Linked DNA regions of Mus musculus: region 1 is linked to region 2. Evidence: chromatin contacts called from public HiChIP or PLAC-seq data. All regions are on one chromosome and are shown on one strand. The core of a region is the stretch at or near the end of the contact, and the rest is flanking DNA. Distances in the headings are between cores, read along the strand shown.

The links. HiChIP or PLAC-seq counts read pairs in DNA pulled down with a chosen protein or histone mark.
Region 1: an H3K27ac HiChIP or PLAC-seq map of embryonic stem cells shows a contact between it and region 2, with 10 read pairs. The contact joins two enhancer-like sites. A contact is called at or near these places in 7 of 39 promoter capture datasets (cranial neural crest, embryonic stem cells, liver and 3 more), 3 of 484 Hi-C or Micro-C datasets (embryonic stem cells and nephron progenitors), 9 of 115 datasets of contacts at active chromatin or transcription factors (bone marrow-derived dendritic cells, embryonic stem cells, extraembryonic endoderm stem cells and 1 more) and 3 of 9 other capture datasets (adipose tissue, liver and pancreatic islet).

What each region holds. Positions count from the first base shown.
Region 1 is chr6:49,171,982-49,175,018 of GRCm38.p6, reverse strand. All of the region lies in intron 2 of Igf2bp3 (insulin-like growth factor 2 mRNA binding protein 3), which reads left to right. It also overlaps the pseudogene Gm18010. Among named protein-coding and RNA genes, the nearest start is that of D030074P21Rik, 40 kb to the left of the region's middle. Within about 2 kb of position 1,543, at least 13 of the 459 cell types and tissues checked have an H3K27ac peak or open chromatin away from gene starts, as enhancers often do. A contact at or near this core is called in embryonic stem cells, where this site is marked.
Region 2 is chr6:49,097,977-49,100,902 of GRCm38.p6, reverse strand. All of the region lies in intron 10 of Igf2bp3 (insulin-like growth factor 2 mRNA binding protein 3), which reads left to right. It also overlaps a transcript of Malsu1 not described here. Among named protein-coding and RNA genes, the nearest start is that of Malsu1, 26 kb to the right of the region's middle. Within about 2 kb of position 1,607, at least 9 of the 459 cell types and tissues checked have an H3K27ac peak or open chromatin away from gene starts, as enhancers often do. A contact at or near this core is called in embryonic stem cells, where this site is marked.

The DNA.
Region 1 (3,037 bases), core at 294-2,793, 74 kb before region 2:
AGTGAGTCTCTTATAGTCCAGGCTGACTTTGAACTCTCCATGTCCTGCTTTCTCTCTTGGGTGTGACAATTACAGGCCTGTGCCACTGCATTCAGCTGTTTAAAGTCTCCTTTTGTTGGCTTGTTTTTTGTTTTTGTTTTTCCTTCCCTCCACCCCACCCCCAAGAAGGTTTTGAGGCAGGGTCTCACTCTGTAGTCCTGGTGGACCTGGAACTCACTCTAACTTGACTAGACTGACCTTGAACTTGGGCTGAACCTTCTTCCTCAGCTGAGATTGCAAGCAAGATTCAACAGGCTTTATAAAATAATCCATCCATCTATCCTTCCTTCCTCCCTCTCTCTCTCTCTCTCTCTCTCTCTCTCTCTCTCTTTCTCTCTCTCTCTCTCTCTTTCTCTCTCTCTCTCTCTTTCTTTCTTTCTTTCTTTCTTTTGGTTTTTTGGGACAGGGTCTCTCTACGTAGCTCTGGCTGACCTAGAATTTACTATGTAGATCAGACTGTCTCTGAACTGGTTCTGTGTCCTGAGTGCTGGGACAAGAGCTGTAGTCCATCACACCCAGCCTGACACTGTTTTTAAAGGAGATACATGTATTTATAAATAAATCATGAGACTGATAACAGTTTAAAGCTGATACTTACACTCAGGGAGGAAGAGTGCGAGGACTTGTGAGGGGAGCCTCAGTTGTCTTTCGTGGGTGGGAGTTGAGACAAGGTCTTGTGGTGTAGACTGGTTCAGAACCCCCATCTTCCAAGTGCTGGGGGATCTAGGAGGGCTCTACTACACATTTGAGTTGTTTCTGGGTATTTTATGGAGTTTATGTGTTTTGTGCTATCTTGTATATCATATTCAATTTAGTGAAAGGTTATTGAGGTGGTTCATAAGCCGTAGGCAAAATCTAGAATCAGATAGGATTTATGACTTGGCACTCTGCCAGGAAAATGTAAGCCGTGTTATTAAGACCCTGGTATGAACAAACCAAGAGGAGGTGAGAGAGCCATGAGCAACTGAGAATAAGCAGGGAGTAGATATGTACTAATGGGGGTCTTAGGTAGTCAGTCTTGGGGTATTCTGAAGTCATGGCTACGGTGAATAAGGCTCCATCTCCTAGAGCCCTTTACACTGTTTCAGCCTGATCTGCCTGGGCGGGGTTAGGTGTAGACTCCACACGATCCAGATCAAACTTGATCAGGGAGGCTGAGGCTGGGGAGGGATTGTGGAGGCCATCTTACTAGTTTTTCTATTTCAGTGGCCATTGTTTTGGGTTTTTTGTTTTGATTTTGAGATTCAAGGTCTGATTATTTGCTTATTTGCTTGTCACTCTTTATGTATGAGTGCTCTATCTGCATGTAAGCCCGAATGCCAGCAGGGGCATCGGATCCCAGTACAGATGGTTGTGAGCCACCATGTGGTTGCTGGGAATTGAACTCAGGGTCTCTGGAAGAGCAGCCCGTGCTCTTAACCGCTGAGCCATCTCTCCAGCTCTCTGTTTAGAGTTCATTTTGACTGGACTTACAAGTAGAAGCTCTCAGCAAGGGTGGTTGCTACATCCTGACAATGTGCTCTTGGCGTTTTCTTTGGCTTGCTTCATGCTCTTGGCTAAAAGTAGAGCATGCTCTGCAGCCTTCTCCTTGTTTTTGTTTTTGTTTTGTGTGTGTGTGTGTGTGTGTGTGTGTGTGTGTGTGTGTTGTTCTTCAGAGTGGTATGTTGTCTTCTGCGTTTATGTTGCCGGGAACAGGGCATCAACACGGTGCTGAATCTTGGGAGCTTTGGTTCTGGGCTTCTCCCTGCTCCCCACCCCCACCCCCTCCCCCTTTTTTTGCTTAAGAGGTTTCTCACAGCATTTTGATGGACAGCATCATCTTTAGAGAGATTGAAAGCTTTTGGATTCTGCTAGCTTTCTGGGCCCCAACCACTGAGTCATAGTAGTACCTGTCAGTCAGGAATATCCTTCTTGCATTTTCTCCCTGTCCTTATCCCTCTCCTCCCCCCACTTCCTCCTTCCCTACTTCTTTCTCTCTCCCTCTTCATCCATCTCTCCCCCTCCCCCCCTCTCCTTCAACCTCTCCCCTCCCCTAACAATAACTAAGCTGAGAGCACTCAGATTGGCATCCACGATGCATCCCTGCACAGACTTGCACCTCTCCCCAGCTCTCCTTGCTCTGTAACAAGCATGTCCCTTACTCCATAGCAGGCCAACTGCCATGGCTCAAGCAAGGCAGCTTATTCATGGGAAACCCTTGTTTGTGGTTCTCACCACTGATCACCCAGAGCGTCAGCAGCGGCTTCCGTGCACTTCTCATAGAATGGACAGGGTTAGGACATTTGCGTTCATCGTCCACCGGAGATACTTCATATCTTTGACATTTATTTTTATCTTGGCTTTATCTTGACACAGCCAACTACCTAGGAGACACCAAGATTCCTTGGTGTCATTTGAAAATTTACATAAAGTCACTCATTTAACTAAGATCTCGAAGATTCTGTTTAGGATTTCTGAGTCTCCTCGGCCTATGATAAAACTTGTTTTTTTAAAAAAATACGTCACTTACTGAATTTCCATGACAGACATTTCAACATATGAACATAAGGAATGGGAGCAGGGCCTTGCACATGCTGGGCATTGGCCTGCAGTACAGAGTCATGCCTCTGCCACAGCAACATACAAAGAAGTGTTTTTAAAACCCATTTTCCCCTCAGGGGAGAAATCTCTTAAATTTATAAATAGATTGTGTTGAAGTTGTTTTTTAGTATTTTTTTTGGAAATTTGTGTACTTAAATAATTGGAGATTGTGTAGTTTTCATTTTGCACTAAGTGTGACAACTGTTTCCCTTCCACATAAGAAGCTCATTAGAAAAGGCCAGTTTCTGTTACTCAAGTGTTTTTTTTTTGTTTTTTGTTTTTTCTGTTCTGGAGTTCCAGTTAGTGAAATACATAGCCCAGGCTGGCCTGGCATGTGCTCTGTGTGTAGCCCAGGCTGGCCTCAGACTTTCTATACCTCCTGCTTTTTTCTCCTGCGTGGGGTTACAGGCACATTGGC
Region 2 (2,926 bases), core at 358-2,857:
ACCCTGCTGATGTGTTCTTCTTTCTATCCTGTTCTGTTTTATTTCAGAGAATAGTTTAAAAGCCACCACCACGACCAAATACCTTTACCCTTTTATCTTGAGAGCAGCTGTCATTCAAACTCTAGGCATCCATCAAGCTAAAGCATGTCTGTGGGAGCCGCCACACGTCCATTCTCAGTCTTCTGAATCTACTGTGGTCTGCTGTGTAGATGGAGACTGTGCTTGCCTGTGTGTTATGGGAGCAGAGGGCTAGGTCCTGGGGTCAAAGGTAGACGGCCCAAAGCCAGTGCTGAGCCTCCTCCTCCCAGGACTGTTTAACACCATTCTCCAGCCCAAAGTAGTTACTCAGGCTCTAGCTAGTGGTTTTCAGTCCAGCCAGCAAAGAAACAAAAAATGTCAACGCTTGTAAGGGCAGTATCTGAAGCCTGTGTTGATATTTAACCCTTGAGAGGCACCCAGCTTTGTCTAGCTGCAAGGAAGCTGGGAAGCAATTGTTCTAGAGGTAGCAGTGTTTCTATTAAACATGGGTAGGAAAATAGATGTTGGAGCAGCCATTCCTGTCAGTCTAGGTGGAGTGAGCCTTTTCACCTCTTAAAGGAAACTCCGGAGCCTGTGAGTTCTTTCAGAGAGAAAGCGAGACTCAGAGTTATATGGGAGGACATTTCCTGTCATAGTCCCCACACCTATGGGCTATTTTTATTGACGTGCAGAGTATAAACAGGTGTTCTGAGAATCATCTTGTGTTTGTGGATACCACCTGAAATAAATTCTGCTTTCACATGGATGTCTATGATTCTCAGCTTTATTTCTAAATTTAAATCACTGATATGATAGTCCCCCAGTTTGAATTAACCCATAGTTGACCATTGCTAATATTCATTGAGGAGACATAGTACACTCCCTTGTACAGCTTTTTTTCTGTTTTGTTATTGTTCTAGTGCATTTCTCTCTGGTGTATCTCAGAAGTAGCTATAGAGAAACCACAGTGTGTATAGGGTTTTGAAGCCTCAGTGGCCTTCAGCATCCACTAGAGGACTTGAAGGCAGGAAGTAGTATATATGTAACTGTACTTAGCTATTTGTACTTGGTAAGTGGGACTACTTTGGGAAATACATTTTTTAAATTATTTTATATGCATATAAAATAATTGGCTTGCATATGTCTGTGTAACATATGTATGAGAAGGCCAGAGGAGGGTTTTGGATCCCCTGGAGCAGTTGTTTCAAAAGATTGTAAGACAACATGTAAATTCTGGGAATTGAACTCAGGCTGTCTAGAGAAGCAGCAAGTGCTCTCGCAACTGCTAGCCATCTCTCCAACCCTGAAACTAGAATTTTTAAGGACAACTGTTAAATTTACCAAAGCCTTACCAGTTTTGTTTTGTTTTGTTCTTTTTTCAGACAAGGTCTCATATAATCCAGGTTGGCCTTGAACTCACTGTGTAGCCAAGAATGATCCTGAATTTCTGGTCTCAAGCTTCTTTCTCTGAAGTGTTAGGATCACAAGTATGCACTACACTGTTTAGTTTTCTGTTGGGTGGGGATTGGACTCAGGGCTATGCACATGCTAAGCAGGCTTCTGCTAACTGAGCTACATCCCCACCCCTCAGCATTCCCTTGTCTGTTCCTTTTGTTATTACCTCACTGAAGAATGGAGTGTTGTGGGTCCTGGGATGAGCTAAGGGTTCCCGGCATTTACTCTGAGAGTGGTGAAGGTGACCCTCTGCCACACTGAGGTGACCATATTGTGATAAGAAGCTTGCTTTCTTCCTGTTCTTTCCTGTTCTGGGCTAGGGAGATAGCTCAGTGGTAGAGCTCTTTACTGTGCAAAGCTCTGGATCTGATTGATGTTCAGTTCCAAAAGAAAGACCTTGCTATTGGCATTTATCTCAGAGAATTCAAAATACTTATTAAAAACCATCTTCATCTTTGATGTTGTGTGGGTTAAGAGTGAATCTCTGCTTTTATTATAAATGCATATTGCTTGTTAAGAGGAGTTTGTGTGTGTGTGCACATATGTGTGAGTGTGCATGTATTTGTAGGGTGCACTGCATCAATGTGCACGTGGAGATCAGGGATCGGTTTTGTGCATCATCCTCTTGATCTCTGCCCTATTTTTTTCTATTGTATGTTTCTGTGTGTTCATGAGTCTATATGGTATGTGTTTGTGTTTCTTTATATGGTGTATGTGTACATGTAGGCATGCACATGTGTATGGATGTACATGCACTACAGCTCAGGTGTGGAAGTCAGAGTTGGGGGTGCAGTCTTAGACTTCATTCTTGTCCGAGGCAGCTGCCTGCCTCGCCTCGGATCCTCATGCTTATGTGACAAGTACTTTGGGCCACTGAGCCATCTCTGTAGCCCTCCACCTTATTTTTTGGAGTAAATTGGAATAAAGTTTTTTTCACTGAATCTGGTCTCATTGGTCTGGCTCAGCTGTCAGCCAGTAAGCTCCAGGGAGTCCCCTGTGTAGATGATGCTCAGATGTATAGGTGCATGCTGCTGTGCCTGGTTTCTCATAAGTGCTGGCTTCCAAACTCAGGCTTTCATTTATTGACTAACACATCTCCCTAGCCCTGAGAAGTAGATTTTGATGTGTAAACCACCCCCCACCCCCACCCCCACGACTTTTTATGGACTTTTAGAATTGTCTGTCTTCTTTATGTAGATTTATTTACTTCTGCTGTGTGAGAGGAATGGGCTGTCTGTGGATAAACTTCTTGCCCCTGTTCCATTCCAGATCTCTACTCACTCATCCTTCCAAAGTATTCTCTCTCCCAGAACCTGTGAGGTTGATTTCTCCAACCAGCCAAAGTGATGTATCTTTCAAAAGATTTCAGAGAGTCTCTAGTTCTTGCCTGGAACCTAGTTCACTCAGTACTTAATTGGCAAGACCCTCGTTTATAAATGACAGGAAATGCTCC